Linked DNA regions of Mus musculus: regions 2, 3, 4, 5 and 6 are each linked to region 1. Evidence: chromatin contacts called from public HiCAR-type, HiChIP or PLAC-seq, Micro-C and promoter capture Hi-C data. All regions are on one chromosome and are shown on one strand. The core of a region is the stretch at or near the end of the contact, and the rest is flanking DNA. Distances in the headings are between cores, read along the strand shown.

Region 1 (4,971 bases), core at 1,168-3,667:
ACAGGTAGGGATTAAGTCTCCGTGCTGCTGTTACTCCGTACAAGCTAAGCAATGTTAGGCCACGCTCTAAGCCTTTCTGATATGCTAGCCCCAACGGAAAACAGAGATCACAGCAGCTACCTTCCATAGCAGCACTTGCTGTTGTAAAATGGTTAACAGCATACGGTAGGTTCTCTCCATCCAACACATAGGGACGAAGACCCTGCACTTGAGAGTGACCCTGCCCGAACAGGTCATCCGCCAAATCAAACATCTATCATCTTCCTGGCTGAACACATCAAAAGAATATTTGCCCAGGCTGCTTTTCCAGTCCAATCTTCCTGGGGGACTTTCTTGTTCCCTTTACAGGGAGTCTCAGCCTGAGCCCACTGTGCACTGCTTGTCAAGATGAGGACATGGGACAAGGCACTTTACTCTGTAACTAAGTTCCCAGGTGGAAGACACAGTGATTGTGGTACCTGCATGGAATCTTTCAACCGAGGCAAGTTATATAGCCAGATATGACCCTGAAGGGGGCAGTGGGGTAATAGTTTCCTACCACATGCTGGGGGAGGGAAGGGACCAGAACACTTGGCATTTTAATTACTAATGTAGAGACAATCTATTTACCTGAAATCCAAACCAAAAACTAAAACCAATTAGACCCACTAATGCATATTTGAAGAACAAATGAAAGTCTTAAGAGATTAAGTCATCCAACCAATCCGGTGGGGGTGGGAGCTCTCCCTGCAGGCCACCAACTTGTCTCTCAATCTACATGCAGGGATGTCTACAGACCATTTAAAAGCTGCCTACAGTTTCAGGATGGGGAATGGGGAGGGGGAGGGGAAGGAGAGGGTGTCCCTGAAAGGGCTAGTGGAACGAATAGACTGGGGCATGGTCTTTGCGTTTTTTTGTCTTATGTGAGTGCTTTTAAGGTAGGCAGGGACCGGCCGAGGGTTTCAGGCATCAGTAAGATAAGTAAATAAAGTTTGGAGATAAGACCATTATCAAGTCCAGAACTGAGCGGAGGAGTGAGGGCCGACAATGGGTGTGTTTCAGGCCATGACTCTGACAACAGGGGTGGGGGCGAGGGGCGTCTCGAGAAGACAGGCTGTTGCTAGAGTCCAGTGTAAGGTGAGAAGTAGACAAGAGTGAAGTCAGAAGGAATTTGGAGGGCGGGAGGAACCTGAGGGCTGCAGAAGGAAGTGCCAGTACTTGGAGACTACACCAGATGCTCTTCCTGGTCGGTCTTCCCACCCTAGTGTGGAACAATGTAATTTATGTGAAATTACTTTAAAAAATTTCTCAAGATACCTTTAATTTTTTCATGTCTTATTTTTCCTCCCTTCATCTCAGGAGAACCAGGGCAGCCTTGCTGGGAGGCCTTCCTGCCTGACCTTCACCTGGTGGGGTGAGATCTGGCCGTTTTAGTCAAAGGAAAATTCCCATCGCCTGAGGGGGTCAAGAGGCCTGCAAGTGGCCTCTGGCTTGGACAAGGAACTGCTCAGCAGGCCAAGGCCTAGGCTTATCTCAGAGCCTTGGTTTGTCGGAAAGGGGTCTTTCCAATGGCGCTGGGCAGCTCAGGGGACCCAGCTCCATCCAGGCCCCCACTTCCCTCCTCTTAGGTGTTGGTCCCTGTTGGACTCCCGAACTTTACCGGGAGATCGGAGCCCTGGAGAAGGGCCGGGTTCCTCCTTCGAGCCTCCCTTCGTTCCTGACTCCGCCTTTCTCCCTGAGAGAGCCGGGGTTCCGAAGCATCCCTCTCGGGGACTTTCCAGGCTCCGCGGTTGCTCCAGGAGGGCCCTGCCCTGACCGTGCCGGAGCTGGGGGCCTGCAGGGCCTCGGCGGCTGGAGGGGACTGTGACTCACCGCCGGTAACCCAACACCGCTGGGCCTCCTTTCAACCCAGCCTCCCCCTGCTCCAGCGAGCCTGGCGGCCTCCGCCACACCATAACAAACATGAAGAAGGGTGGCCCAGGAGGCTACAGCCCCGGGCCACAGAGCGTGAGCCTGGCTCTGTGCGTTGTCGCCTCTGCGGCCTCGGGGACCTGCGACCTTTATCCGAGGCCGATCGGCCCAAGCTAGCTGCGGACGGCCCGCAGTAGTTCCGGAGGGTGAGTGCGGGACGCTCGGGGAGGGGACAAGAGCACTGACGATCCCCAACCCCTCCACCTCGACCCACCCGGGACCTTGCGTCCCCACCCGGCGAGGACAAAGCAGCCGGGCCGCCGCCCCGGCCTGCGCCGCGCCGCACAAAGAGTGAACAACGACACGCACCCCGCCCCCTCCCTGCTCGGTGGCCCGGCGCGGAGGTGGGGACACCCGGGCGCCCGCCCCGCGTTCCCCTCTCGCCCCGCCCCGTCTGCGCGTCCTCCCGGCGCGGGGGCGGGGGGCGCGGCGCCCCACATAACACTCCTCTCCAGCGCGCGGAGCCACCCTCTCCCCTCCTTCTCGCCAACACCACCGCCTCCCCTGACATCGCTGCCACCTCGCCGGACGCTCCGCAGATTGCCGCGGCTGGCCAGGGGGCGGTGCGCCGAGCGTGCGCGCCCGGGACGCCAGATGTGCAGTCGCCGCCGCCGCCGCCGCTAGTGCCCCAGCGGCAGCCAGAGCCAGGTCGGGTCGTCTCAGCAATGCTGCTGCGGGGGCGACCTTGAACGCACCCCGGTTTCCCTCGGTGGGGACCACCCCGAGCCCCTGTGCCGGGACCTGCCCTCTCCAACTCGGCTCGCCCTGCGCTTGGTCATGGAAGGGGCGGCAGTGTCCGCGGCAGGGGATGGCCCTGCTGTAGAGACCGGCTTGCCGGGCTCTCCGCTGGAGGCGGTGGCCGGGGCGACTGCAGCCCCAGTGGAGCCCAGGAAGCCGCACGGGGTGAAGCGACATCACCACAAACACAACTTGAAGCATCGCTATGAGCTGCAAGAGACCCTGGGCAAAGGTACCTACGGCAAAGTCAAGAGAGCCACCGAGAGGTTTTCAGGCCGAGTGGTGAGTAAGGGAAATTCCTGGAGGGGTTCGAGCTGGTTCCCTGGTGGCCCAAGATGGGGGCGGGGAGACGGTCTGGGGGCACCACGCCACCGGGGCTCCCTTCTCTAGAAAGGTTTCAGCAGAAGCCCCCAGTCAGACTCCTCACTTTCCTTTCAGCACCCCGTGACTCAGGTGTATATCTCCGAAAACACTTGTTACATCTTGTCTGCACATATTTTGGGGGCTTCTCTCACCCCACCTTTTTTATTTTTTTATTTTTTACCCCAGCTAGCAAAGTAGTGTTTAGGATTCACATTTTGCAGCTTTGAGAACATGGGGTCTTCCCCAAAGACACACCTTCAGACCTTGTCCGGGAGTTCCTTATTTGTACAAACTCCAAAAAGACCTACATTATCAGCCATGAAGCTGGGCTCGAAAGTGTGGTGTCCTGTAGTTGCTCAGGACCCCCGCTTCTTTCCCATCTACCTGCAGTCCCACTTCTCCTTTCCACTGGGATGCTTGCTTACCCTGATGCTGCTCTTGCTGCAAAAGACAGACTCCTCCTGTCTATCAAACCTAAAAGCTTCTACTGAATGTCTGAGGTTTCTTGACAGCTTGCATTCCCGCCTCTGGCAAGCATGACATGTCCCTGGCAGGGGTGGCCATTCAGTCCCAGAGTTGATTTGCAGCAGGCTCGCTTGCCTTACCAGGTCCTGGCTTCAGGACTACTTAAATTGTTCAAGGGGTCTGGCCGGCCGCACCCGATACAGCTGAAGCTCTGCCAGGTGCCTCGGGGGCTCAGTATTGTCCCAGTTTTGGATTGTTGTCGGTTCCCCCTCTGCAGAACAGGCCCTTGAAATCCACACTGGTTGTGGCTAGAGTTGGGTTCAAAGTGACTGACTCTTGCAGAAAGAGTTTGTGTGGTGTATGGCAGAAATGCACATGGTTCTTTGATTTAAAGCATATCAGATGTACTTTAATCGATTTAGGGCCAAAGTCAGAAACTATGACGCTTCTCGTGTGTGCAGTTTTTCGGGGTACTGGGGGACTGGGGGAGGATGCTGTTGCTTATAAACCTAACCAGTAGCTACAGGGAGGGCAAAGCGAACTGTCAGTGTGTTGGTAGTATTTCTTTTTTATTTATATAGAGATAGTTCTGTGGAAACTGATTGCGGTCAGCAAGGTTTGCTCTTGTAATCTCAACTATGTGGCCAGCTGCAGAGCCCCTCCGCTTCTCAGACTCACTGCCCACGCTGACTTGCGTTATCATCTTTAAAACGTCTGTTATCAATGAGTTGGAGATAGGGATTTGTGTTCTTAAAATAAACTTCTCTGCCATACATGAATTTTATGATAATTGCGCAGGTGCCCTTTGCTTTCTAGACTGAGAATTCTGTGTGTGTGTGTGTGTGTGTGTGTGTGTGTGTGTGTTGGAGAGATTATCTGCAGATGAAGAGCCTGAGCAGCACGCTCATTCATGCGTTTCTTCCCGAGGTGACACTCCCCAGGCTGGACGTTGAATAAGCGGAAACTTAGTGTAGCTCCTTTCCCTGGTTGTCTTAATAGCTGATGAAGAATCGTGCTGGTAAGTTGGAAAGCAGGATAATGAAAAACAGGCGCTGTCTGAGGTGCAGGTTGAAGATGTGAGAAGGTGAGGGGTCGGAGCAGGGAGGGCAGGCCTGGAATCTGTGGTGGGGACCCTCACATTCTCACACCTAAGTGCTTGTGAGACAGCTCAGCCAGGCTTGGAATCTTTGTGGCATATGCTTGGCCGCTGAGCTCCATTGTGGCTTCCAGTCAGGCAGGCGTTCTTCTAGCTGTCTGATCCGCAGGCTGGGTTAGACTTGCATTGGTAGGCAGGCGCCTGCCTTCCTCTTTGGTGGGTGTCTGGAAACATTCTGCCAGGATTTAGCCTCATGGCCACTAGGGGGCGCCCAGAGAACGACAGAGGCTCATTTCTCCTCTGCAAGACCAGTCAGTCAGCTGTTATTGTCTGGTTCACCCTCCCTCCCATTGTGCTAT
Region 2 (4,971 bases), core at 742-3,241, 1.8 Mb after region 1:
TGTCTTTTCTTTTTTTCTTTTCTCTTTCTTTTTCTTCTTTTCTTCCTTCCTTTCTTCCTTCCTTCCTTCCTTCCTTCCTTTCTTTCTTTCTTTCTTTCTTTCTTTCTTTCTTTCTTTCCTTCTTTTTTTTTTTTTTTTTGAGATAGGGTTTCTCTGTGTAGCCCTGGCTGTCCTGGAACTCAATCTGTAGGCCAGAATGGCCTCCACCTCAGAAATTCACCTGCCTCTGCCTCCAGAGTGCTGGAGTTAAAGGGTTGTGTCGCCACTGCTCAGGAGAGACATTTTTTTTAAAGCCCTTACTTTAACTGACCAGACCAGATCTTTATGCCCTGGAACCCAGTCACCACCACCTGGCATGCACGATACATTTTCACCCTTGGTTCTGTTAGGCCTCTTCTAGCAGAACTCCTAATAGATGGAGAGACTGAAAACCTGCAATAGTAAATAAATCTAACAACTGAGCTCCAGTGTACCCTTGCACCATTGAGGTGTCACTGATGGCCTGAGTTTCTTTTTCTTCTCGTTTACATCATAAGGAGGAGGAATCCACCATACAAGATGGAAATGCTGGTCATAGATAAGAAACCTCTTGTGTCCTCAAGGCATGGCAGGAATAGGAGAGAAAGGGACTGGGAGTCATACATTAGGGACCAGAGGAAAGGGTTCGAAAATAATGACCAGAGAGATTTCAGTTAATATGAGAAGTAGGTCCTATGAAAACAGTTACTATTTCAGTCTTGAAACTCATGCCAATCATCCACTTATCCAATAGTAGAATAATTCAATGCCAGGCATCCTCTTGAGTAGATGAGAGGTACAGATGAGGTGATCTTGGGAGTGAACTGAACTGAACAGGCATCAGCCTACAGTCCTGTTTGTGGTACTGCCTTGGGACCTGTCTGAGGGACCACTCTACCACATCTGATACCCTCATGAGTGGGCAATGTGACTCCCAGAAGGCATGGTTATCAAATGAAAATCCCAGGCATGTGATAACACCCTATGAGTCAATGGTTATGGGAGGCCAGAGTCTCCCCAAACGATACGAACTATGACAACTGCATTGAGTGCTAAGCGCTAATCTGGACTCTATATCAACTCTTCGTCTCTATGTGAGGCTCAAGGAATATCACAGAAGAGAAGGCTGAAAGAATTTAAAACTTGGAAAATTGTGGCCGTGGTTAAGAGCACTTGCTGCTCTTTCAGAGGACCCAAATTTGGCTGGAATCTGAAATGTGGAGCAAAATTTAGCTTACCTAACACACTGAGAGAACAAAATGAAGCAGAAGGTATGAATCTGTTTTTATCAATGTTCAAAGTTCCATGTGATTGGAAGGAAGTGACTGCTTGTGATGGAGGCAGCCATCGAGGAGTTCCTTATGAAAGTTAGAGAGAAGCCATTGTGGAATATGTTCCATGATCCTGGGCAAAGCTCTGGTACCATTCCTACATTTCTGGGGATCAACTGCAAAACCACAGAACAGCAGTGTTGCCACCAAGTCTGCCCCCTGACTGATGCCTCTCCCCTCCAGAGGGAATACACCCCACCTGGAAGCTTCTGTCTTTATCACAGCCTCAATAAAAGACGATGGTTGTCTGAGACATGATTTGCCATGGTAACATTTCAACACACAGGAGATTTCAAAGATTCTCAGCAAGAACCTGGCTGAAATTAGAAATTTACACTAGACGCACGACGGTATAAATTCACTTTCCAAACATTTGTTCTTCCCTAGGTTTGCAGCTTTTACTCCAGAACAGCCCTGTTTTGCTGAGAGTTTCACACGCAGACTGCAAGAGAAAGCCGAGAGAGGAAGTCTGCCCCAGCCAGCCAACCTGCCCTGCCTTCAGGACGAGCACATCTGGAAGCGTTTCAGGAGCAGCCTCTGCCTGCACAAGGCTTGGGTTCCCAGAGGCTGCAGGAGTGGAAGAAACCCGAGCCATTCAGGCAACGCAAGCGCAAGCGGAGGTGGGTGTGGACGGCTGAGGCACACTCAGGGCTCGCAAGCCATTTGGGATTTCCAATGGGATCTGGGAAGCAGCTGAAGCAACAGGCAGCTTAGTGGTCCCGCGAGGCCAGCCGCAGTTTGAATGCTCAGCTCTGCAGCGGTTCTGGACCAAGTTGCCCAAAGCCTACCCTCACATCCATCAGGTAAATACAGCAATTACAAGCAAGATAATCTTTCCATTTCACCCTTTCTGTCTACACCACTTGTTTATTTTGCTGTGAACTCAGAGAAGTAACTCGGAGGAGGCAGACTGCCCCCTTCACAGCCTCAGCCTCCAGAAGCCCCCTAGTTTGTAATGTAACATCGTAAAGAACCTTTCTATTGCAGCAAACCCAAGACGCTCACTGTATAAGCTTTTCACATCTTGCTATTTTTGCAGAGCAGAGGCTAGCCCTATTCTCCCATCTCTGCCCTAATGGTGATTTGTTTGTTCGTTTGCATTGGATTTTAAGTTGCATTGGGGATCAGGAGTTAGACATGACAGAGATCAGTGTTCGCATTTAATGTGAGTCTGTTTCTGAGCCAAAATGACATAACTGAGTTATGATTCATGTTTTTGGAATCTGTCCTGAGAAACTCTTCAGGGGCCTCCATACCCAATAAGAGAACTGGCAGTTAATTCTGTGGTTTTGTTGTGGTATGGGAGTCACAGTGTTTGATTTAGCATCCAAAGACGCAGGATGTTTGTCCTATGCAGCCTGCTGGCCAATAGGACGCTGGTGGGTTGGTTTTGCCTTTTTTTTTTTTTTTTTCTTCTCGAAATGTTTTGGTATTGCGCTTCTTCGAAATATCCTTTTGGTATTACATAATGGAATTCTAGTTCTCCCTCTGATACAGCCAACAACAGAGCTGTGCCCTACAGTAATGAAAGTGTGGGCTGTGTGCCACCTGGGAAGACTTTCATAAGCCTGATTCTGGTCATATCTCATCCATGTGCCTACATTTTCCTATCTGCAAAATGGAAATAAAGTGATACAATGTAACATGTGACACACAGATACAAAGTAAATGTGGCACATAGGGCCAGCTTCCCTGGCAATGCTGATAATGACAATGAAGGTCACAGAAGTGACACATGCTGAACTGGACAGGTCCCTGCCCCGGACATTCTGATGTTTTTGAGTGTTCCTCATCTCCCAACATGTTTTTTCCCCAGGACCCTGCTTTCTTCATCCTTCCACAATAATACCTAAACCCTCCATCTCTCTCTCTCTCTCTCTCTCTCTCTCTCTCTCTCTCTCTCTCTCTCTTTCTCACACACACACACACACACACACACACACACACACACACACACACATCTCCGCTCTTCATCCTCCTCTCTGAAAGGCATGTTCACTAAGTCACCGTTTTCATTCCTCATTCCCAAGAAACATCGTTCTCTTATTGCTTCCTTGATGTCAGAATATTTCAAAGGATGTTTAAGAGGATGTAGTCCCACTGGAGAAGGAGCTCCAAGCCCCTTCAGACAGAGCAAAAACTAGAAAAACACTTTAAAGGTCCTGAGAAATATCTCAACAAAGAATGCCACTTAAGGACATTTTAGCATGTGGCAGTTCCCAAACTTGAGTCATTTTATCACATACATGAACATGGCTTGGCACATGCTCTGGTACTCGCTGTTCTGACCACACTTGTTTTCATGTTGGCTCCTTTATGAAATCCTATTTGATAGCACTTCTGGTGAGCAGCCACGGGGGTGCTGTGTTCTTCCTCTAAATGCGATGTCTGTGGTTCCAAAAGTTCAAGCGCTTAGGACTTGACCCTTAAGTCAGTTTGGGGAGATGGTATAGAAGCTTTGGGGGTGATGGTGCCCTATGGGAGACGTTCACAGCACGCGAGGTATCTCTTGTTCAGTTACACTGCTCATGACGTTTCTCCCAGTGCATTAAGCATAGTCTCTAATGTTGAAATCATTCAACAGCAGCTTGTGGGCACCTTTGTCTTTATTTCCCTCTTACCTTTGGACAACCAGGTCTTTCCCAGCACCATGGCAGATCTGATTAATCAATAATTATCTCTACTCTTCTAAAGTAAGAGCCTGGTGGTAGCTTTAGATTTCTCTCTATCAACTGATTGGCATTGACATGTAAAATAAATCTTTGGGGCTCTGAATTTTGAGGTATTTTCCTTCCCACTTTTGTCTTTTCTTCCTAGACAGAGCTAATCTACCCTTGGCCACTGCCTGGTCTGAAAGAACTCTTCTCAGGTCTTCCCAGGAACTGCTAAGGCAGCTATCCATGCACCATCCCCAGGGCTGGGGGCTTTGAACAACATTGTTTCTCAGGGCTAGCCTAGCTCTCTGTGCTCTGCTTTATGTCCTAGGCAAGGCCTGAGGCCCTCTGTCTTCTTGCTTCTCTTGAAGCTGCCACTGTTCAGGACTTTGCCTTGGGAGTTCTTCGGTCCATCATTGACATTTGATACCTCCCAAAGCTGCCTCCAGCTGTAATGAAGACAGGGTGACAAGCTTTTCTACACTGAATGATTATTGACTTTTATCATACTGAAAACATGACTCAGATGTCATCCAGCTTGGAAAAGCTGTGGGTCTTCCTGCCTTCATCCTTGGAATGGGACCACTGGCTCATCTGTAATGGGCTGATGACTCCTTTCTCCCGGGAGACAAGCAAAGTAACAAGAGCCGCTCATTCCAACTATCTTTAAGAAAGGACAGGCAGACCCATCATGGAGTCACAGTCCTGCCCTCAGTCATCACAGGTGTAGGTACAGCACTCAGGACACAGGCACAGCACAATTTTAGAAACAGTATGGAGGCTGGGGTTGGGAGTTCATGCCTTTAATCCCAGAACCCAGAAGGCACAGGCAGGGAGATCTGTGTGAATCTGAGGCTAACTGTTCTACAGAGTGAGTTCTTTGAACTGGAAACATTCAAGATCGGGGTTAGATATATGAGTCAGTGGTTAAGAGCACTGTCTCTTCTTCCAGAGGTTCTGAGTTCAAT
Region 3 (4,971 bases), core at 747-3,246, 1.6 Mb after region 1:
CCTCTGAACACTGGCGAGGTCAGGGACATTCCCGCCTGCTTCATAGTCAAGGGTAAATTTTCTGTAAATCTGCCCAGCCTCTTGGGTCATGACTCGTCTCAGTGGCACAGATTTGATCTTGTTTTCTTCCCTAGGATGCCTTCTCCCCCAGTGTGGTGGGAGGCAGAGGCAGGTGCAGGCAGGTCACTGTGAGTTCCAGGCCAGCCAGGGTTCCATGAGGAGACCCTGTCTCAAAACCAAGCCAGGATGCCTTCCCTATTGTCTAACTTGGACCTGCCTTTCAAGACTTAGTGGCTTCAGTCTTACAGTACACACACACACTTTTATTAAATTCATTTATCAAAAACAAAGTTCAGAATACAGAGATCCACTTTTTGAAAGGAAGCCCGTCACCTGGACTTGAGAGTCTGAACACTACTGACTTTTCTTGTCTTGTTCTCACTCTTGCCCCGACCTGGTGAAAAGCCCCCTTGCCCTTAGTTTTGCAGCGTCAGAAAAAGCAATTCAGTATCCCAGTGAGTCCTGGTTTTTGTGTTTAGCAAGTTGGCTAATTAATACTTTCTAAGAAACTCGGGAGCTTACTGAGAGTGTCATGTGAATTTCAAAAAAACTTTCCCATAAGCATGAGAGTGAACTTTTAAGATTACAACCTTATTAGATTATCAAGTAAAATACACTGCACAGTAGACAATTTCATTTGTTCTTGAAAATAGTTTACTAGAGTTTGTGCTTCTGTTTAGATTCCATTTTTCGATGTTAGTTCAAGATATACTATGAATAAAACTCTTTAATATGAGTTTTTGATCATAGCCTCTGAAATTTCAAAAGTGGAGACAATATTTTTCCAGTCCTGTAAACTCAAAGATATAACGCCTTGTTTCCTGCAGTACGAATAGGAATCACTTTCATCATCCACCTGGCTCACATTAGTTGGCTCTAGAATTGGCAGCCTGTCTTGGTCAAGCCTTATTCTTGCAAAGCCATCCCTAATAATAAAAGACACATAGAAGATATTCTCCACAGTGCGAGAGAATGAGTTTGGATCAATCACAAACTCAAAGTATGACACTGGAGTATCGGGGTACTTTTGAAAGTAGGTTTGCAGCAATCCCAAGATTCTCTCAACTTCTTTTTCTGTCGTCTCCTGATTAGCATGCACATCCAGCCTCCTCAACTTTGTAGGCATATCTCCACTTCCTTCCATTTTGCAAGCTCTTTTGTGACATCCAAGCCGGGGCTTTCGTGCAGAACGTTCTGCCTTAAATGACCCAAAAATGAAGTGGAACGTTTCGGCTTGCAGCATCCAGGAGGTTGCTTCCTCGTGCAACATGCCCCAAAAGGAAAGAACTATGCTATCATCGCAGTCGCTAAATTCCTTACACTCCTCTTCTACCCAATTGAAGCCCACAAACAACAGCAGCAAATCGCAGAAGGCAATGGGATTAAAAAAGTTCATATCGGTGTTTAGCTGCTTCGCCTTCTCTTTACCCAGATCAGAGGCCAAAACCAGGAACTGGGCATCAAGGGCTGCCTCTCTGGTTCTGCTCACTCCGTCAAACAGCACGTTGGCTTCCTCCAGGGCCTCACTCAGCGTGTCGCTGGCCGTGTTCACAATGTCCTCGCGGTTCTGCTGCACGGTGTAGATGAGCTGCCGGTACTGCCTGCGGATTTTGCGGCACTTCTCTCGATCCACCACCAGCTCCAGGAGGTCTGGGTGCATGCAGGGGGGCTCGGGGTTCGGGTCATCGGAGCTACTGTCTGAGCCTTCCTCCTCCTCATCTTCCCCTTCCTCCTTTTCTTCCTTCTTCACTGCCTCTTCCTCCTCCTGTTTCACCAGGTGCTGCCATGCCAGACTCCGGACCAGCTCCCCTCTTTTCTCTTTGCCTCCAGTAAGGGAACATTTTTCTTTAGACATGGTGGTGGTGCGCAGGTAACAGCTCTCCCAGGGCTACTACCATACTACCTACCAACCGTAGCGACGCGAGATGGCAAAGGTAAGCCGTTGGAACAGAGCCTCCTGCCCATGCGCAAGCAACCCCGCCCCCCAGCTCACAGAGACCACACCTCCAGCCCAGGCTCCCGTTGTTCTTTTTCTGCTTAGAGGGAAGTACATGCTAATTCACAGCATGAAGGATGCTTCTTGCCCCCCACCCCCACCATCCCTTACACTCTTAGGAGTGTCTCCACTCAAGGGTGGAAGAACAGTGGGCAGGCAGGATTTTGCAAGGGAAGCCTGCCAAAGGCTAAATGCTTTTATACACTACAGAGGAGGTTAACCTGAATCCTATAAGATGAGCAAACTAAGAAGATTTTTAGTATCATCTCGCACCATCTGTGTTATCACCTACTGGGTGAATAATATGCTTTGGGAACCACACACCAGCTCACCAGTGACCCATGGCGCAATTAAGTGGCTGGAGTTATCAGTGCACAGCGATTTAACAATGTGAGGAGTGTTTTGTTTCTAAGTTCAACAAGCGCATCATACCCAACTCTCACCACAGAAAGCTTGGGGGGGGGGGGGGGGCACGGGACTCTGTCAGTGACAGAGTTCAGCACCCCATGGGGTAGCTCACAGCCACTGCCTGTAACTCCAGTTCCAACACTTCCTTCTAGCCTCCACTGGCAATCATGTGTGCATGCACATACTTTTAAAAATAAACCTTCAAAAAGACGAACCACTCAACGTGAGTGAAAGAATCAACTCCGCAAACTTGTCCTCTGAATTCCATACATGGACCATGGTACTCATGTCTACACATATGCTGTCTTTTAAACTTGACATACAGACCAGGGTACTCATGCCTAAACATACATCATACATATATCACAATACTAATTTTTAATTTTTTAAAATGGGCTGAAGGGGCTGGAGACAAGGTTTAGATGTTAAGAGCACTTACAGGCTCACAACTTTAACTCCACCTCAAGGAATCCAATCTAAAAATGGGCTGGAAGAAAAGCCTGTGTCCCAGTCTTTATCTACTTATATTAACTTAGACGGGTGCTAAATCTGCAAGCCACCACTGTCCCTCATTTATAAGATGGGAATTATAACATATAGAATAAAAATTATATAATCAGTGGTTTTAACTACCGAGTACATACTTACTATGTTCTTTTATATACAAAGCAATGATTTTTTTCATTGTTTTAGGTTTTAGGAAAAGAAAAATATTTTTAGGTTGAGGATGTACATACAGGCCTCTGTACTCAACACGCACATATCCACATTTAAATGTACACATCTTTAAATGAAAAAAAAAAATGCTTCTGTAATTTCCATATACTTGAGTTTCCTCATTTGCAAAATCGGTCTCCTGCGTATTCCACTCTATCTTAAAAACTATTACTGATCTTTTTTCTTTTTTTTTTTTTTTTTTTGGTTTTTCGAGATAGGGTTTCTTGTGTAGTCCTGGCTGTCCTGGAACTCACTCTGTAGACCAGGCTGGCCTCCAAAGCAGAAATTCACCTGCCTCTGCCTCCCAAGTGCTGGGATTAAAGGTGTGCACCACCACTGCCCACTGTCCGACTCCTTTTTTTTTCTTTTGGCATATACGGTGGCTTATATGGGTATGGCCCCCATATGTATGCTTGGCCCATAGGGAGTGGCACTATTAGGAGGTTTGGTGTTGTGGAAGGACGTGTCACTGTGGGGGCAGGCTTTGAAGTTTCCTATGCTCAAGCTATGCCCAATGTGGCACACAGTCTCCTTCTGCTGCCTGCAGATCAAGATGTAGAACTCTGGGCTCCTTCAGCACCACGTCTGCCTGGACACTGCCATTCTTCCCACCATGATGATAATGGACTGAACCTCTGAAGCTGCAAGCCAGTTCCAATGAAATGTTTTCCTTTCTAATACTTTGCCATGGTCATGTTGTCCCTTCACAGCAAGGAAACCCTAAGACAGCATACGTTTTCTAGTAGTGTTGTGGATTGAACCTTGAACTTAGGGCCATGGCAAGCCAGGCAATCCCTCTATACCACTCAGCTTACCCCTAAGTCCTAACAAAAGTATTTTTAAATGTGTATATCATCATACAGATCTGTGTCAGAGATAACAGGGTAAGGCCTAGCCTCACAGTTGCATGATTAACTGAAGTGGCCTCTTTCTTTCTGACAAAGGCTCACCTGCACTGCATGCCAAGCTAAAGGCACTATGACTATCAGATGTAAAATTCTAAGTTGTTTCCCAATGTGCTAATCAGAACCAGTTCTGAACAGCTCAGAGTTTCATGTCTGACAACCCACCTTCAATGAAACCAGAACCTTCAAAGTTAACTCCCTTAAGTGGATCTTTATGTCCCAGCCACTTCATCTATGGAAGGAGGAGACGAATGAAGTGCTAATCTATGGAACGCATATGAAGAGCTAAAGGACAAATGAGAGATGGATAAGCGTTTTATCCTTCTGATGTGGTAAGCACAGGGGAATGAAGTCTCATCCAGTAAGCTTCAAATGAATGGCCGTCCACTCCATGCCAGCAGTATGCTGGGATTTGCATGGGCTCCATCCTGACTCACAAGCACAAGAATCAGAGCAGGAGCAGGCGTGTCTCAGAAGTAGTCAGCAGAGCAGTGCGCGGAGCAGATAGTGAGCTCTGCAGGCAGGTGGTCTGGCACGCAGCCCTGCCTCTGCCTGGTAGCCAGCTGTGTACTCCGGTAACTATGGAGGTCTTCATTTTTTTACCTGCAATACTGGATGACACCATATCCTTCACCAGGCAGTTGTGAAAACTTAGAATCCAGCACACAAACAGTTGTTACTGTCAGTACTAGGCATTTCCATTTAGCTCTGGTTACTAGCATACCCTTGAGAACGCAGGCATATAAAGTAAGCCTACTTTTCCACCTTCATAAGCAAGCCAGAAAATTATCTCTGACAGGATTCCTCCTCTTCCAGAAAGAAGGATTTGTAGGGTTGCGGTGGGAACTACACAAGTAGTTGGCCAAACAATGCATTTCTCTAAAT
Region 4 (4,971 bases), core at 766-3,265, 1.5 Mb after region 1:
ACCACAGGTTTGAGTAAGGAGTTTGCTGACATTAGACTAAAAATATGAGCTGCAAACAAAAGCCATCTTTTACCAGGACTGGCTGGGGTGTCCGGGTAGCACAAGACCATATTCTTGGCAGCCAGACCTCCTTAACAACTGTTGTGAGCCCCAAAAGGAAGAGAGGCCAGTCTGTCCCTGCGCTGTCAAGGAATCCCTGCCTGTTTGATGCAAGGAACAGCTTTACGGCTCTGTCTGGCTTGATGAATTCGCGGCTGAGTCTACTGAAAGTGTTAGCTATACACGTAAAGAAGGCGGGAGGCAAAAAAAAAAAAAAAAAAAAAAAAAAAAAAAAAAAACAGCCTTATTTCCCTGGAAAGATACGTGTTTCCACCCCACCCCCTTCCTCCCTGCTATTAGGAAAGGAAATGATTATTGTAGCGACTCTGAGGAGTCAAAATATGTCAAGGTGACCCAGTACAGGTCTATTGATCCAGAAGAAATGGGGAAAGGGGTTCCCAAGTCTAAGGCTGGGTGGCCACATACAGAACCGTCTTAGAAAGTCCTACCTGTTGGGCTTCTAAACCATGCAGCACAGCCCGGCCAGAGCACTCCAGGGCGCCCCTCTCTTCTCTAGCACCAAACTTTCCTTCTGGACCCCCGGGATGAGGGGTGCCTAGGCCCTGCCTATCCTGATAGGAGACTTGGTATTTAGCCTAAGCCAGAGAAGACGTGAGGAAGGATTCGTTCCTGTGCTGCAGAAGTCTCTAAATGCTCAGAACCCAAGAAGAAGGGATGAAACTGCACAAAGTATCTCCAAGAGCTTTGATGGTCAAAGTGCAGCCCAAAGGCTCTGGAGTTCCTAGCTGGGGGGTCTGGGGCCAGGAGATGGTAGACCAGGCCCAGGAGCAACAGCTGCAAAGTCACCACCGTGCTGGACCCTGGGGTGTTTTCGCAAAATATCTCCCCCGATGGAGAGAAGAGCAGGGAACCTACCCACTCTGTCCCCACACCTGCTCTGCTGCTGAGCTTGGAACACGTGGTAGCTGGGCTTGGGGCTTCCCAGGCGGCTGCAGGGACTCACTACCCAGCCGGGGCGTGCACCACTCGCCCGGGGGTCCCCAACCAGGAAGAGGCAGCGCTGCCTGGCGCAGAACAGCCGGCTGCCAGCGCCTGCTTCACCTCAGCCCTCAGCAGCAACCCGGACAGAGTTTTGTAGTCTTCCCATCAACCCGGGCAGCTTCCAACAAGCCCTACCTTTCTATGCCACCTAGCCAATAGACAAGACACAAAGAAAAAAAGAAAAGAAAAGAAAAGAAAAAGGAGGCAACAACACGCGCCGCTGTCTCTCCTTGCAGTCTCAACCTCTAGCCTGGAGATGGGAGGAAGAGGAAGCGCACCTTCTCTTCCCATCCCAACTCCGTGACCCGCGGATCCCGGCAGTAAAGAGCCCCGAAGAGGCCGAAGGGAAGAGGTGAGGTTGGAAGAAGCAGAAAGCAGAGCGAGAGAGGAGAAAATATCCAACAAAACCACGCTAACGCGCCCCCTACCTGGGTGCAACATACTTTGGAAATAGAAGATGACCAAGATAAAGGATCCGAAGCAAGTGGCCAGCACCATCCGGCAAATTCTGTTCATCCTCATCACTTCCAGCAGCGCCGGCTTCATGGCTTTGTCCTGGCCGCGGGGACCCGGCTGTCCGGGAGGCGCGTCCCGAGCGCAGAAGCGGGGACCCCGCCGCGGGGGTACCAGCACCGGGGAGGCTCAGAACAGAGCTGGCTGGGCTCCGGAGCTGGCTCCCGCTAGCTTCACCGAGGCTCTCCGAGGCCCCGACTCTGGTCTAGAGGGTGAAAGGCGCAGGAGTTGGTGTGCAAGTGTGAGGATGCGTGGCTCCGGCCGCGCGCTCCTGCCGGTCCGCCTCGCCTCTGCTCGATGCTCCGCCGCCTCCTCTGCTGGCGCCTGCGGCCGCCGCTGCCTCCTCACGGGCCGGGCGACCGGGATGCGAGAAGGAAGGTGCCGCCGCCGCCGTGCACTGGCCTCTGTGACTGTCCAGGCCCCCCTCCCTCCCTCCCTCGCCAAAAGCTACTTCATTGCGCTCCAGTGATCTATATATTCCAGGGCTGGGTTTTACCAAACGCAACTCGCAGCCCCCGGCGAGGGGAGGGCGCCGGCGAGCGGGGAGGGCGGGGCCGCGCCGGGGCGGAGCGTCGCCTCCCCCCGCCCCTACCCGAGACGTGGTCGCGTCCAGCTGTTTCCCGGGGAGTCCGGAGTGCGCAGCACGCTCCCGCAGGGTCCCAAAAGCCCTCAGTCCCTGGGCGGAGCTGGGCCGCTGTCTCGAGGTTGCGTGAACGTTTCCATGACACAACCGGGATGGGGGAAAACCATGAATAAGATGCTGTAGTGCTGCCACCCGTTCTCCGGTGTGGCGAGAAGCAGGTTAGGTGACAGAGGCAAACAGGAGCCCTGCTGACACGCGACCATTTACAATCCCTGGGCGGTTTAGCAGGGGAAGTTGCCCCACGCTCCCCTAAGAGCGGATGCCCTTCTCATACTGATCAAAAACTGGGCAGTTCCGTTTTTCTTTCAAAGGACAGCTCAGCTTGAGGGCTGCTTTTGCAAAGAGGTTAAAGAGAGCGGACTTAAAGTCAAGGTTAGGGAAACTGTTCCGGCATCCCAGGATCTGGTGACTGCCGCTGCTAGCCTTTCTGACACGTGCCCTCACCCGCACCCCTCGGGGCAAAGCGGGTTTGTAGCTTTTAAAACTGTTTCACCAAAAGGTACAGCTTTCTGTAATTTATTCGAAGTGTATGAGAATCAGTCGGACGGATGTGAAAAGACGCCCCTAAAAGTCCAACAAAGTGTTGGGAGTGGAGGCTGGGAGGGGGAGATCCAAGCCAGCTTAGCCTTGGCAGGTAGAGAGAAAGATGGCGCTGCTTACCTGCATTGTGTAAAATGTTGTTAAATGCTCAGCTCCATGCATTTGGGTGGCCAAGGATCAATAAGGTGGACGCGGGTCAATGATAAGGAGATCACTTTTATGCCAGGAAAGCAGGGTTATTGTAAAGCCTGACCTTTCTACTTTACCATTAAATGCATTTACAGAATGCTGGATTCCATAAGACATTGTACCTTTGAATGTGTCTCTTCACAGGGGCACTGATAAATTCTTGTCGAATCTGAATGTAATGGGCCTTATCCTCCCCTCACATTTGACAGACTCACAAGTTGCTTTCTGATACATGTATCCAGAAACGCCTCCAAACCTCCTCTTCCTTCTCCTGAAGTTTTCCCTTCAGCAGAGAAAGTCCGCAGGCTTCCTGTGATTCAGACAAGAGTCAATTACAGGGAGATATTTATGTAGCCAGTATTATTTTGCTGCTCCTTTATGAATGAGTTGCTTGCTGAGGTGGCCGAGATATACATGCTCCAATACAAGCCACTCCCCAGGGAGTCCCCACATGATGTGAGTAGGCACTGCTGTATAGTCTCCTCCTAGTGCACTGGGTGGGAGGATGGACCCCTTGTAGGGGCATATCCCCCAGAGGGCCTGCAGGGCTGCTCATTACAGGCGTGCCATTATCTTCTTTAACCAAAGCACGATGAAGAGGGATTTGCATGCCTTTCATTCCATCATCTTTCTGCCCAAGGCAGAAAACCACACTGTTGAGCCTGGACATTCATAATAAGCCAGTTTGGGTAGTCACACACCCAAGGAAGACGTGAGAAATGTGAGTCTTTGGGGGTTTTGGAAGATTGAGTTGAACCATGTGCCGGAGAAGGACGGAGAGCCTTGCCAGGTATCCATGCTTGCATCCTCAAAATCTGGGTTGGCCCAACATACAGAATCGGAAGAGGCTGTGCCAGTGACTTGCCACGTCTTCCAGGAAGTATCCCCTAATTTCTCACTGGGCTTCTCTTTCCTCCTCTGTGCTCCAGATCCGACCCCACCTCCAGCCACTGTGCCCTATAGACAGAACTCTCCTGAAGGATCAAGGTGACTTCCTCTCCCTCCATCCCACTCTGATACCCAGTACAACTGGCACACAGCGGGTGGAAGTCACAAATGGCGAGGTATTTATCTCTTAGACTAGGAAGGTAAGGTAGAACCCTCTCAGGTGTACGGTCATAGCCAATGGCAACAGGCTATGACCCTGCTGTCCACAGCATACTTGTAGTCAGTGGAGAGGTTCTGATTCTTAGTCCCATGTCAAGCTGTAAACTTACCAACTGCAAAGGAAGTCTCCACTTTCTTTCTGTCCCTGGTCTAACAAAAACTTATTTCCCCTTTGCCTGTGCTACCTTACTGACATTGACAAGAAAAAGGACAATCAACTGATAAGATGTGGAGAAAAAAAAGAAGATTGTATCTTTTCAGTGATGACCCAAAGTAAGACGACTGCTTCTAAAGCCAGGCTTTGGGCTTTGGCTTTAGCTCAGTGGTAGAGCTCTTGGCTAACGTGCATGAGGTCCTGGGTTCAGTCTCTGCTCCAGCGAAATAAAATAAGTCAGCTTTGTTTTCCCAACATATCTGTTAAGACAGGCACGGTTCTATGGCAATGACAGAGAATCCCTACTTTTGGTGCCTTAAAGCACTTGGGCTACACCAACAGCTGCTGTTTATCTACTGCGATGGGCAGCAGGGCTGTACCTTGGATGTGTCTTGCAGACGAGGTGAAGCAGCATTACTAGAACAGAGATTCTCACCCCTCCTAATGCTGCAGCCCTTAAATACAGCTCCTCATGTTGTGGTGATCCCCAACCATAAAATTATTTTTGTTGGAACTTCATAATTACAATTTTGCTACCGGTATGAATTGCAGTGTAAATATCTGTGTCTCCCGGTATTCCAAAGCAGCCCCAAAAGGGGTTGCAACTCAAAGGCTGAAAGATGTTGTTCTAGAATGGTGCCCTTTGCAAGGCTTGAGAACAGGGAACATCTCACTAAATAACTAAGTCATCTTAGCCCTCAGGGGGTACATGGGGTTTCTGAGC
Region 5 (4,971 bases), core at 940-3,439, 1.1 Mb after region 1:
AGATGCAGTTCTTTAAGATGGAGTGGCACTATTAGGAGGTGTGGCCTTGTTGGAACAGGTGAGTTACTGTGGGTGGGCTTTGAGGTCTCAGATGTTCAAGCCACACCAGTGCCATCCGGATGTAGAATTCCCAGCTCCTTGTCCAGCACCGAGTCTGCCTGCATGCCACCATGCTTTCCACTGTGGTGATAATGGACTGAACCTCTGAAACAGTCCCAGTTAAATGTTGTCATCGATAAGAGTTGCTGTGGTCATGGTGTCTTTTCACAGCAAGAATACCCTGACTATGATAGTAGTTAAACCAAAAGGAAGACAATCTGGAAATGAATGTAATCGAGGCTTTCCTATGTCAACAGACAAAATTACAACCATTTAGTTTAAGGGTTTTAATTGGCTTTATCTTCTGATTGTAAAACTGGGCCATAGTTCATTTCACAAAACAGAGTGAGCATTCCAATGAGGTCGGTATTGGTTTCTTTCACAGACTCAAAGGGGCCGAAGAAAGTAGAAACAAGAAACCCAGGAGCAGACTGGGAGGCTGAAAGTTCCTTCTCTTTTAAGATAGAGACAGGAGGGGTGGGGTGGGAGCAACAGAGGACTCAGCATCAGGTTTGCCTGTGTAAAAATTAAGGCAGAGGCTGCTTCAACATCATGCAATTCATACAGGTTTCTGGGAAAGTGGGGCAGTTGGTTAATGGTAAGTGACTCCATTTTGGGGGTTTAGCACAGAACCCTAAACCAAAATAACGACTCCCTGTAACTTTAAATTCAACACCCATGTTCTTCATAGAAATGTTTTCATTCCTAAAGGAATTTTAAAATCCTTTAAAGATTTTAAATTACTGTATATCTGTGTGCACGGATTGGGTATGTGCTCATGAATGCTAATTAATGCCCGTGGAAGGCAAAAGAAGGCACTTCGTCCAGCTAAGCTGGTGTTTCCAGGTGTGTGTGTGTGTGTGTGTGTGTGTGTGTGTGTGTAGGTAGGTGCTGGAAACTAAATTTGTGTCCTGTGCAAGAGCAGTACCTGTTTGTAACTGCTAAGCATATCTCCTGTCTTTAACTCCCTCCCACCCCCGCACCCAGCCCACACACACAAAATTTGATCTAGGGCTGGGCACAATAGTACATACCTGTAATTCCAGAACAGGAAGGGTAAGAGTTTGAGAGAAGGTTGGAAAATGATGGTGTGCGCCTTCAATCCCAGCATTGAGAGGCTGAGGCAGACAGCTCTCTGTGAGTTCAAAGGCAGCTTGGGCTACATAACAGGTGTCAGGCCAGTCAGAGCTGCACAGAGAGACTTTGTCCTCTAGGGTTTAAAAAAAAAAAAAAAAAAAAAAAAACAAAAAAAAACAAAAAAACAAACAAACAAACAAACAAAAAAAACCAACCCAAGCCGGGCGTGGTGGCGCACGCCTTTAATCCTAGCACTTGGGAGGCAGAGGCAGGCGGATTTCTGAGTTCTAGGCCAGCCTGGTCTACAAAGTGAGTTCCAGGACAGCCAGACCTACACAGAGAAACCCTGTCTCGAAAAACCAAAAAAAAAAAAAAAAAAAAAAAAAAAAAAAAAAACCCACAAGAAAATGAGGGTGGTTGTTGTTTTGTTTTGTTTTGAGACAAGATCTCACAATGTAACCCTGGTTTTCCTGGAACTTGCTGAGTAGAGAACTGGTCTTGAACTCACTGAGAACTACCTGGCTCTGAGATTAAAGACAGGTGCCATCATGTCCAGTCAGATGGAAGTGTCTCTGTGTGTGTGTCCCTGTCCCCACCTGAAAAGGTGCTAAATTACCCCCATCTGAATTTGGTGAAAACTTTGGTCTAAGGTAATAGAATAATAGCCTCAGAATCAAAACGAGCAGTTTCCCCCCAAGAGTCAGTGCTCTGGGGCTCACATCTTTGCAGGGTGGGATGGTGGAGTCCCACTAGCTGAACCGCACATAGTAGGTGCTTAACAAACAGTCATGGAAGCAGCCCCCGATTTTCCTTGGCAAATTCTGGCTCAAGTCTACCTTGGCTCCCAAAACTCGAGCGTGGGCAAACTGCAAAGCTCGGCTGAGCAGCGCAGTGCACTTGGCTCTGACCCTGCCAGGCGCTCGGAGGGCGTGACGCGCTGCCCGCACGTCTCCTCCCCGTCCTTTGGCCTCCCAGAAGAGCGCAACGAACGACTCCCACGTCCTCGGCTTCATTCCGCTCAGCAAGGAACGCGAGCTGGACCCCCGACGAGGCCCGGGGCTGACGGAGCGGTGAGAGGAGGATGCGCGGGCTGGGATGCGGTTGGGAGGATGCGCAGGACAGCCTAAGCTAACCAGCCAGGAGTCGTAGCTGGCAGGAGGGCGAGCGGTCAAGTGGGCAGGCGAACAAGCCGGCGGGCGGGCGGCTGCCGGGGCGCGGCCGCGGATCCGGGTAGCCTCCGGGCGGCCACATCAGCGGCTCTCCGCGGGCCCAGCCGGCTGCGCGCGTGCGCGGGGCGGGGCGGGGTGCGCGCGAGTGGCCGCGGGCATCGGGCGACTGTCAGTGGCAGCGAGGAGGCGAGGCGGGCCCGCGGGGCTGGGCCGGGCTCACCGACTCCCAGAGCGTCGCCGCGCTCGGGCTCGGCGCAGGCTGCCGCGGCGGGAGCGGAGACAGAGGCACGGCTAGGTGTGGGAGGGCGGTGGTGCGGCCGGATGCTGGAGCCTCGCCCGGCGGGACCCGAGGCCGCCCCGTTCTGTCCAGCCCTGCCCGCCGCTGCCCGGCTCCGGTGGCCGTGACTGGGGGCGCGCGCCGAGGGATGGAGGAAGGTGAGCTCGGATGCAGATGCTGCGAGGCGGGTTGCGCTCACCCCTGGAGCCTGCTTCGGGGCTCAGCAGCGTTGCCACCCAGTTCTTGGCTTTATGGATGCACACTATACCTCAATTTTAAGAAGCCTCGGTGTCCATTTATGGCGAGAGCTGGCATGTTTGTGTGTTACCTATATATTATGTTCTTAGGTATAGTGCCCCGGTGTCATCTTTTTGTAAATGGACGCTTGATTGACCGATGAGTCATGTAGCATACGTGCTACTTATCTCTCCCAAAGGTGGCTTTACGTGTATTCATCTAGTTTTGTAACTGTCACTACTATCTCTCTCTCTCTCTCTCTATATATATATATATATATATACATATATATATATATATGTATGTATGTATGTATGTATATATATATATATATATATATATATATCTCCAAACGAAACCCTATACCTTTTAGTTGCTTGCCACCCATTCCCCCCACTGCCCCAACTAATTTTTCTGTGCCTATGCATTTGCTCTTTGGAGACACTAATGAAATCATACAGTATTTGTGGTTTCCCACCTCCTCCGTTTAAAGACAAGATTTTGACTCTTCCCTTATAGTTGAGGCTAATCAGAATTCGTGGTCCTCCTGCCTCAATTTCTCAAGTGGTGATCTCACACAGGATTGTACCACACCCAACCAACGTGTCTGTGGCTTTTTGTCTGGCTTCCTTCACGTAGCCAGACTGTTTTCAAAGCTCATTCATGGTGTAATTAGTGTGGGTCGGCTCTCTACTTTCTTGGAGCTGAATGACTGATAATGCGGTGTGTGCCCATTCACCAGTTAATGAAATGGCATTCATTGCTTTTCACCTTTTAGCCATCGGATATGATGCTGCTAGAACTTCTGTGGATGTGTGTTTTAAATGCCCCAAACCTTAGGTGTGGAATTGCTTGGTACTTAACATTTTTGAGAAACTTTCAGACTTTAATCAAAGTTGTTGCTACGTTTTATACTCCACCAGTTTATGCGGGCTGCGTTTTCCTTAAACCGCCAACGACCGACACGTTATTTTTTACTGTTTTTTTTTTAAGCTATCCTAGTGTTTTTCCTGGTTTTAATTTGCATCTCAGACAAGAGATTAAAACGCCTTTTGTATGCTTATTGGCCATATGTGTATCTGTTTTGGAGAGATTTCTGTTTAGACCCTCCACTCCTATTTTTGCTGTCATATTTGATTTTTTTGTTATTGTTGCTGAGATGTCTTATTCATTATAGGAAAAATTCTAGATTCTTGACTGCCACTGGCAAAGTAGCATAAAAATATGATTAAGAGGCATTTGACTCTTTCAGAACGCTTCACCTTTTACCTGGTCATTCCTGGGCATTTTATTGTGATTTTCTTTCTTTGGCTTTCTTGAGAAAAGCCACAGGAGGTATGGTCCTGGGTGTCCTGCTGGGACTTTAGGCTATTTTTGTATATTATATGTTTGAAAAGTTTCACTTATTAGCTACAAGTAATTTATGTTGGATGTTAAACAAATCACTCAAACAAAATCTCATGTACTTCCCAGTAAAGTAAAAAGTACTTTTCTCCTTTCGGTCTGTGTAGTTTCTATTGCAGTTATGATATTTGTGGATGCTAGACATTATATTTGCTTTTTTAGCTCTCTCTCTCTCTCTCTCTCTCTCTCTCTCTCTCTCTGTGTGTGTGTGTGTGTGTGTGTGTGTGTATGTGTTTGTAGATCAGGCTGGCCTTGAGATTGCAGCAGTCCTTCTGTCTCTGCTTCCCAAGTACTGGGCTTGCAGGTATCCACTGGCACCTCGAGTGAAAAACATTTTGCTGGAGCTGAGATTAAGAGTCATCTGGAACTGAATGGATGTCGCCCTGCTTTCTGCATGGGGGATTTCTGTGTGTGTACAAATCCAGCCTAAGGTCTTTCTTCCCAAAGTTACTAGAAGAGATGGCATTTCTCTGAACTCCAGTTCTCTTCTCCATGGATCTAATTGCTACTAAAGAAAAAAGTATCTGATGGAACTTGTATGGTGAGGAACTTGATGGAAGGCCACTGTAGTAGTAGATGAGCCATGGCAATGGGTTTGGCATTGGGGGGGAGATGGGACTTAACCCTGACTATGTGTGGAGGGGCAGGAATGCATAGGTGAAGAGCAGGGGAGGGGGCAGTGGATAGAAAGGTGCTGAAAGGAGGCAT
Region 6 (4,971 bases), core at 886-3,385, 1.1 Mb after region 1:
AAACACCTTTTATTCTGAAAACAAAAAAAAAAAAAAAAAAAAAAAAACAAAAAGCCTGCAACCAGGGAATTAACATGAGAAATTCTATTCCTCAGTCATTTACACAATATATTTGATTCTACGGTTTGATATGTGCCATGAAGACAGACTGTCCCCATCAAATAATGGATTAACTAGCCTCAATTGGGGGAGTGCCCTCTAGAGTAGAAACTAGGTACTTACAAGGGCTCCTCTGCATCCGAACTGTTTGAAGTGTAGAGGTCTTTCTGGGATGAGGCTTAGAGCTGATGAGCAACTGGTCCCAGATACCTGAAACCACACACACAAAACAATTCATGGCATAAAACAGCCCTGAGCAACAAGTGCAACTCAGAAATGAGATGAGCCTCTACACCAAAGAACTGTGAGAGCCGGGCCCATCAGCACAGCCTGAAGTCTGAACCACCCCTAACTCTGACAGAGGAGGAGCCAACACTCCTGTCTGTACGTCTATCTCCCCAACCTCTAGTACTGATCTAATAAATACACATTGACAAACAGGGAGGGGGACTAGGCATGGCAGGGCACACTCAAAAGACAGGCAAGTGGATCTCTGTGCTCCAGGCCAGCCAAGGCTATGTCTCAAGCACTAGCTGCTCTTGTTTGATTCCTAGCACCCACATGGGGGCTCAACTGGACTATAATTCCAGTACCAGAGCATTCGACACTTTGTGACCTCTTAAGGCAACAGGGATGCACAACGCACAACTTTAAACAGCACAGTTAGCAAAATGTAGACCTGCAATGAGTCTTTGATTTTAGTTAAGAAATTCAGATATGCTTTAATCCCAACACTTAAGAGGCACAGGCAAGAGTTCGAGGCTTGCCTGATCTACAGAGTAAGTTTCAGAACAATCAGGGCAACACAGAGAATCACTGTCTTGAAACACACACACACACACACACACACACACACAAAAGGTAAGTCAGAAGTCAGAAATAGGGCCCAAAAAGAGGGTTTTATGGACACAGTGCTTGCCTCCCAAATTGGAAGCGCTATTCACTCCCCACATAGTAGGAAGAGAGAATAGCCCCCTCCACATACCAGAGGTACATAATACAGAGAACCAGAAACGGTTATGTAGACTTGGGCAAGTCAGACTGGGCTTTTTTTTTTTTGTAGAATATACTTGCCTAGCTCTCCTACCTAGAAGGTGCTCAATTTAAAAAATTAATTATTCCGAGTTGCACCTTTCCAAACAAACCAACTGCCCAGTCCAAGCAACAAACACTGAAGACTCAAGCCTTTGCCCACTTTTTTTTTTTTTTTTTTTTTTTTTGTATTTTGTTCTTTGTTTATTCGAGACAGGGTTTCTCTGTAGCCCTGGCTGTCCTGGAACTCACTTTGTAGACCAGGCTGGCCTCGAACTCAAAAATACGCCTGCCTCTGCCTCTCCAAATGCTGCCAGGCTGGGCGGTTCCTAATGAACTCTACAAGGACCACCTGGCCTGGACCGGCTTGGCAGGTAGAGGAAAAAAAAAAAAAGAACCACCACCGCCCAGCGCCGGGCTGGCCTAGTCGTACCCCGGACAGACCCCGGCAGCGTCTCGGGCTCCGTGGCATCCCCTCCCAATTAGCGTCCCAGACTCCGCGGTATCTCCGACCTCCGCAGCGTCTCGGACTCTCTCGGTGTCCCATACCCCCGCAGCGTTCCAGGCTCCCCGGCATCCCTAGCCATCGCAGGGTCTCTGGCTCCTCGGCGTCCGCGGCCCCGCAATAACCCGGACCCCCGACTCCCCACAGCGTCTCGAGCTCCTTGGCTTCCCCGGCCCTGCCGCGTCTCGGGCGCCTCAGTGTCCCAGAACCCCGCAGCGTGCCCGGTCCCCGGTAGCATCCCCAACCTCCTGCAGTGTCTCCAGTAGCGTTCCCGGGTCCCGCAGTGTCCCTGACCCAGCAGCGTTCCGTGTCCCTCCAACCCACCCCGCTCTCCACCGTCGCTCACCTCCCGAACCCTCGCTCCCCGCCGTCAGCAGCTCCCTGGACACCGTGACCTGCGAGCAGGCTACAGAAGACGAAGAAACACCAGGACCGGTCCCGCGCTCGCCCTGGAACTCCATGCTTCCAACCCAGCGCCACTGAAAGAAGCCCGGATATAGGAAGGCACGGGGAAGGGGCGGGGTCAAGGCAGCAATTGGCCGAAACTAGGAGGTGGGCGGTGACTTACGGGTGCGTGGCCAGAGCTCGCGCCTAGAGATGAAGTTCAGACCCACGGGAACCGGAAGCGGGGGTGGGGCCGAGGCGGGGTGGAGGATGGGAACAAGGCACCACACTGCGTGGGCGGAGCGCTGCGGATGCACGTGTCAGGCGCCTAGTCTACCCCAGCCCAAGTCTAGCCCTAGTCTCCTCCTTTATTGTTGTTAGAAAAGAATCAACCCGGCTTGGTCAAGCTAAGCAAATGCAAGCATGAAGAAGGTGGTGCGAGGCCTTTGTCGTTATTTCCATTTTTGTTGTTGTTTGGGGAGGTTTCTGTGGTCTTCAGTTTGTAGCAATCCTGCTTTAGTCTTCCAGATGCCATAGAGGTGGGAGCCACCACACCCAGTTTCTTTTCATTTTCTATATTTTATTTTTTGTCATCCTGGCTGGCCCAGGTTGACTTCAAAATCACCATTTTCCAGCTTCCATTTCCGTGTACTTAAATCTACAGCCGCCCATTACCATACTTTGTTGTTTGTTAAAGCCTCACCAAGTTACCCCGGTTGACCTGGTACTCAAAGTCCACCTAGGTCCTAAATAGCCTGGATTTCAGGTCTGGATGACCAGACCCCAGCTTAGTTTACTATTTAACTGTAAACACAAAACCCAGAAGTGTTAAGAATGCTGTTTACGTTGCTATATATACAGCATGCCTTTGGAACACTGTCATGTCAAAATCCTAAAAGGTTGTTCCAGGTGGTAGTTAAAAGGTAGAGCTGTGAGTGAGGCACTGAGTTTGGTCTCCTACAGAAAAACAAATCCTTCATTTCTAAAAAGCTGAAACAAAACCCCTGAATGACAAACCCCATTCCTCCCCTCTTCCTGCCCCTGGGACCCAATGCTCATGGTTTTGTTGAGAACAAGCGAAAGAAACGTATTCCAAGTGCTACCATTTCATTTCCAGACTCCCATTTAATCATAGGGAGAAACTTAATTCACGGTCCCAGTCTCTAGGGAAGCTGGGGACTTCCCTATATCAGAACAGCTTCTGTTGTAAACAGTTGTCTGTGTGAACGCATCTCCTCAGGGACAATGTGTAAGGAGACAGTTATCTGAGTCCAGCCATCTCAGGGACAACTTCTCCATCTTGCTGGCAGGGTCAAGCAAGTTCATGTTCCCAGACCTAGGAACGAACACCTGTCCCAAGTCTACATGTTTTCCTAATTGTCTGTTAACTGGTAGAGAGCAGAGGAATTGCTATTATCTAAATCAAGGTGTGTAAGTTTTAAAAATATATAACTAATTGCCTGGTATGCACTAGTTAACTACATGCAGCTGACCCACTCCTCCCCACCCCCACCCCACCCCACCCCACCCCTGCTTCCTTATCACTCTGAGCTCTGCACCTAATGGAATTAAGGGCCTTGAAACCAGGTGCCCTGGATATGGCCCAGTACTCCCTTGTTTAACTTATAATGTCAAAACACAATTGGATAAGACTGCAGCTCCCCCCAGCTCCCCTCTCAGGGCTACACAGAGAAACCCTGTCTCGAAAAACAAAAACAAAACAAAACAAAAAGTACAATCTCCCTTCCAGGACGAGGTTCAGACCCCATACTAGCTGCCTCCCTGAGTGCTCAGAAAATAAAGCTTTTGTTTTTAAAGCTTCCATCTCTGAAGTGAGTTGTCTCAGCTCCCACCCCAAACCCAATAATTTCTCTTTCCGTGTAACTAGAATCATAAACTCTTGTTTGTGTAACTAGCATATTTCACTGAGAAGAATGTCTTCAAGGTTTATTGAAAAGGATATCTTTCAATTTTAATGTTGAATAATATGCTCTTGAATTTTGTACCACACTTTCTTTGGGGGGCGGGGCAGGGATTTGTTTTGGGGGGAACACTGTATAACCTAGGCTATATAGTTGAACTCCATGCTATCGATCTTCAAACACTTAATCCCAAGTGCTGAGATTACAAGCAGGCATTTGCTACCAGGACTTGCTAACAGTGTGTTTTCTCTGATAATGAACATTTGAGTTCCTTCCACCTCATGTCTGGTGTGAACAGGAGCAGCAGTAAATATGCAGTTGTTGATTCAAGTAGTGCCTTGAATCCTAGCATTCAGAAGGCAGGGAGGCTGGTGGATCTCTGTGAGTTTAAGGCCAGCCTGAACTACATAGCAAGATCTAAACCAGCCAGAGCTGCATAGTCAATCTGTGTCTCCAAAAACAAAACAAACAAACAAACCCTGTGGGGCTGGAGAGATGGCTCAGTGGTTAGGAGCACTGGATGCTCTTCCAGAGGTCCTGAATTCAATTTCCAGCAACCACATGGTGGCTCACAACCATATGTAATGGGATCCGATGCCCTCTTCTGCTGTGTCTGAAGAGAGCAACAGTGTGCTGACATAAATAAATAAATAAACAAATCTTAAAAATTTTTTTTTAAAAACCCAACTCTGTGTGTGTGTGTGTGTGCACAGTGTGTGTGTGTGTGTGTGTGTGTCTGTGTGTGTGGTGGGGCACATGCCTTGGCACAGGGGCACATGACAGGAAGTCAGGACAACTTGAGGGAGTCAGTTCTCCCACTTCATTTGGTCCTATGGATTAAAAAATTATAGCAGCAGACACCTTAACCTGTTAATCTGTTGGCCAGCCCAAATAACCCAATTAAAATACAATCAAAGGGCTGGAATATATATTTCTTCTTTCTTTTTGGAAGTAGACAAATGTTGGTTGTTCATTTCTTGCATTGGAAGTACTCTTCAGTATCATTCATTAGCCTAAGATTATTTACCA

The links. Promoter capture Hi-C pulls out the DNA fragments that hold promoters and counts their contacts. Hi-C and Micro-C count contacts between places; a contact is called where the count stands out from the background. HiCAR-type assays count read pairs that join an accessible place to other places. HiChIP or PLAC-seq counts read pairs in DNA pulled down with a chosen protein or histone mark.
Region 2: an H3K4me3 HiChIP or PLAC-seq map of embryonic forebrain shows a contact between it and region 1, with 6 times the contacts expected there. The contact joins the promoter of Glt8d2 here to the promoter of Nuak1 in region 1. A contact is called at or near these places in 3 of 39 promoter capture datasets (3T3-L1-derived adipocytes, liver and pre-B cells) and 1 of 115 datasets of contacts at active chromatin or transcription factors (embryonic forebrain).
Region 3: a promoter capture Hi-C map of liver shows a contact between it and region 1, with 7 times the contacts expected there. The contact joins the promoter of Eid3 here to the promoter of Nuak1 in region 1. A contact is called at or near these places in 1 of 39 promoter capture datasets (liver), 1 of 484 Hi-C or Micro-C datasets (embryonic stem cells), 2 of 115 datasets of contacts at active chromatin or transcription factors (astrocytes and embryonic forebrain) and 1 of 9 other capture datasets (adipose tissue).
Region 4: a contact with region 1 is called in a HiCAR-type map of astrocytes, with 3 times the contacts expected there. The contact joins the promoter of Chst11 here to the promoter of Nuak1 in region 1. A contact is called at or near these places in 3 of 39 promoter capture datasets (the 3T3-L1 cell line, hippocampal neurons and liver) and 1 of 115 datasets of contacts at active chromatin or transcription factors (astrocytes).
Region 5: a contact with region 1 is called in a Micro-C map of embryonic stem cells, with 4 times the contacts expected there. The contact joins the promoter of Slc41a2 here to the promoter of Nuak1 in region 1. A contact is called at or near these places in 1 of 39 promoter capture datasets (hippocampal neurons), 1 of 484 Hi-C or Micro-C datasets (embryonic stem cells) and 1 of 9 other capture datasets (liver).
Region 6: a contact with region 1 is called in a promoter capture Hi-C map of liver, with 4 times the contacts expected there. The contact joins the promoter of D10Wsu102e here to the promoter of Nuak1 in region 1. A contact is called at or near these places in 7 of 39 promoter capture datasets (the 3T3-L1 cell line, 3T3-L1-derived adipocytes, hippocampal neurons and 2 more).

What each region holds. Positions count from the first base shown.
Region 1 is chr10:84,438,114-84,443,084 of GRCm38.p6, reverse strand. It overlaps Nuak1 (NUAK family, SNF1-like kinase, 1), which reads left to right and starts at 2,417. Exons shown (of 7, transcript NM_001004363.2): 1 at 2,417-2,970. The coding sequence starts at 2,728.
Region 2 is chr10:82,687,670-82,692,640 of GRCm38.p6, reverse strand. It overlaps Glt8d2 (glycosyltransferase 8 domain containing 2), which reads left to right and starts at 1,991. Exons shown (of 10, transcript NM_029102.3): 1 at 1,991-2,152.
Region 3 is chr10:82,863,651-82,868,621 of GRCm38.p6, reverse strand. Eid3 (EP300 interacting inhibitor of differentiation 3) reads right to left here and starts at 1,996. Exons shown (of 1, transcript NM_025499.2): 1 at 692-1,996. The coding sequence starts at 1,915. The coding sequence ends at 788. The region is part of intron 2 of Txnrd1 (thioredoxin reductase 1); the gene reads right to left.
Region 4 is chr10:82,982,541-82,987,511 of GRCm38.p6, reverse strand. Chst11 (carbohydrate sulfotransferase 11) reads right to left here and starts at 2,015. Exons shown (of 3, transcript NM_021439.2): 1 at 1,530-2,015. The coding sequence starts at 1,647.
Region 5 is chr10:83,335,035-83,340,005 of GRCm38.p6, reverse strand. Slc41a2 (solute carrier family 41, member 2) reads left to right here and starts at 2,189. Exons shown (of 11, transcript NM_177388.3): 1 at 2,189-2,246. Gm40722 (predicted gene, 40722) reads right to left here and starts at 1,317. Exons shown (of 2, transcript NR_168611.1): 1 at 1,134-1,317; 2 at 372-615.
Region 6 is chr10:83,357,385-83,362,355 of GRCm38.p6, reverse strand. It overlaps D10Wsu102e (DNA segment, Chr 10, Wayne State University 102, expressed), which reads right to left and starts at 2,135. Exons shown (of 4, transcript NM_026579.3): 1 at 1,983-2,135; 2 at 223-309. The coding sequence starts at 2,097.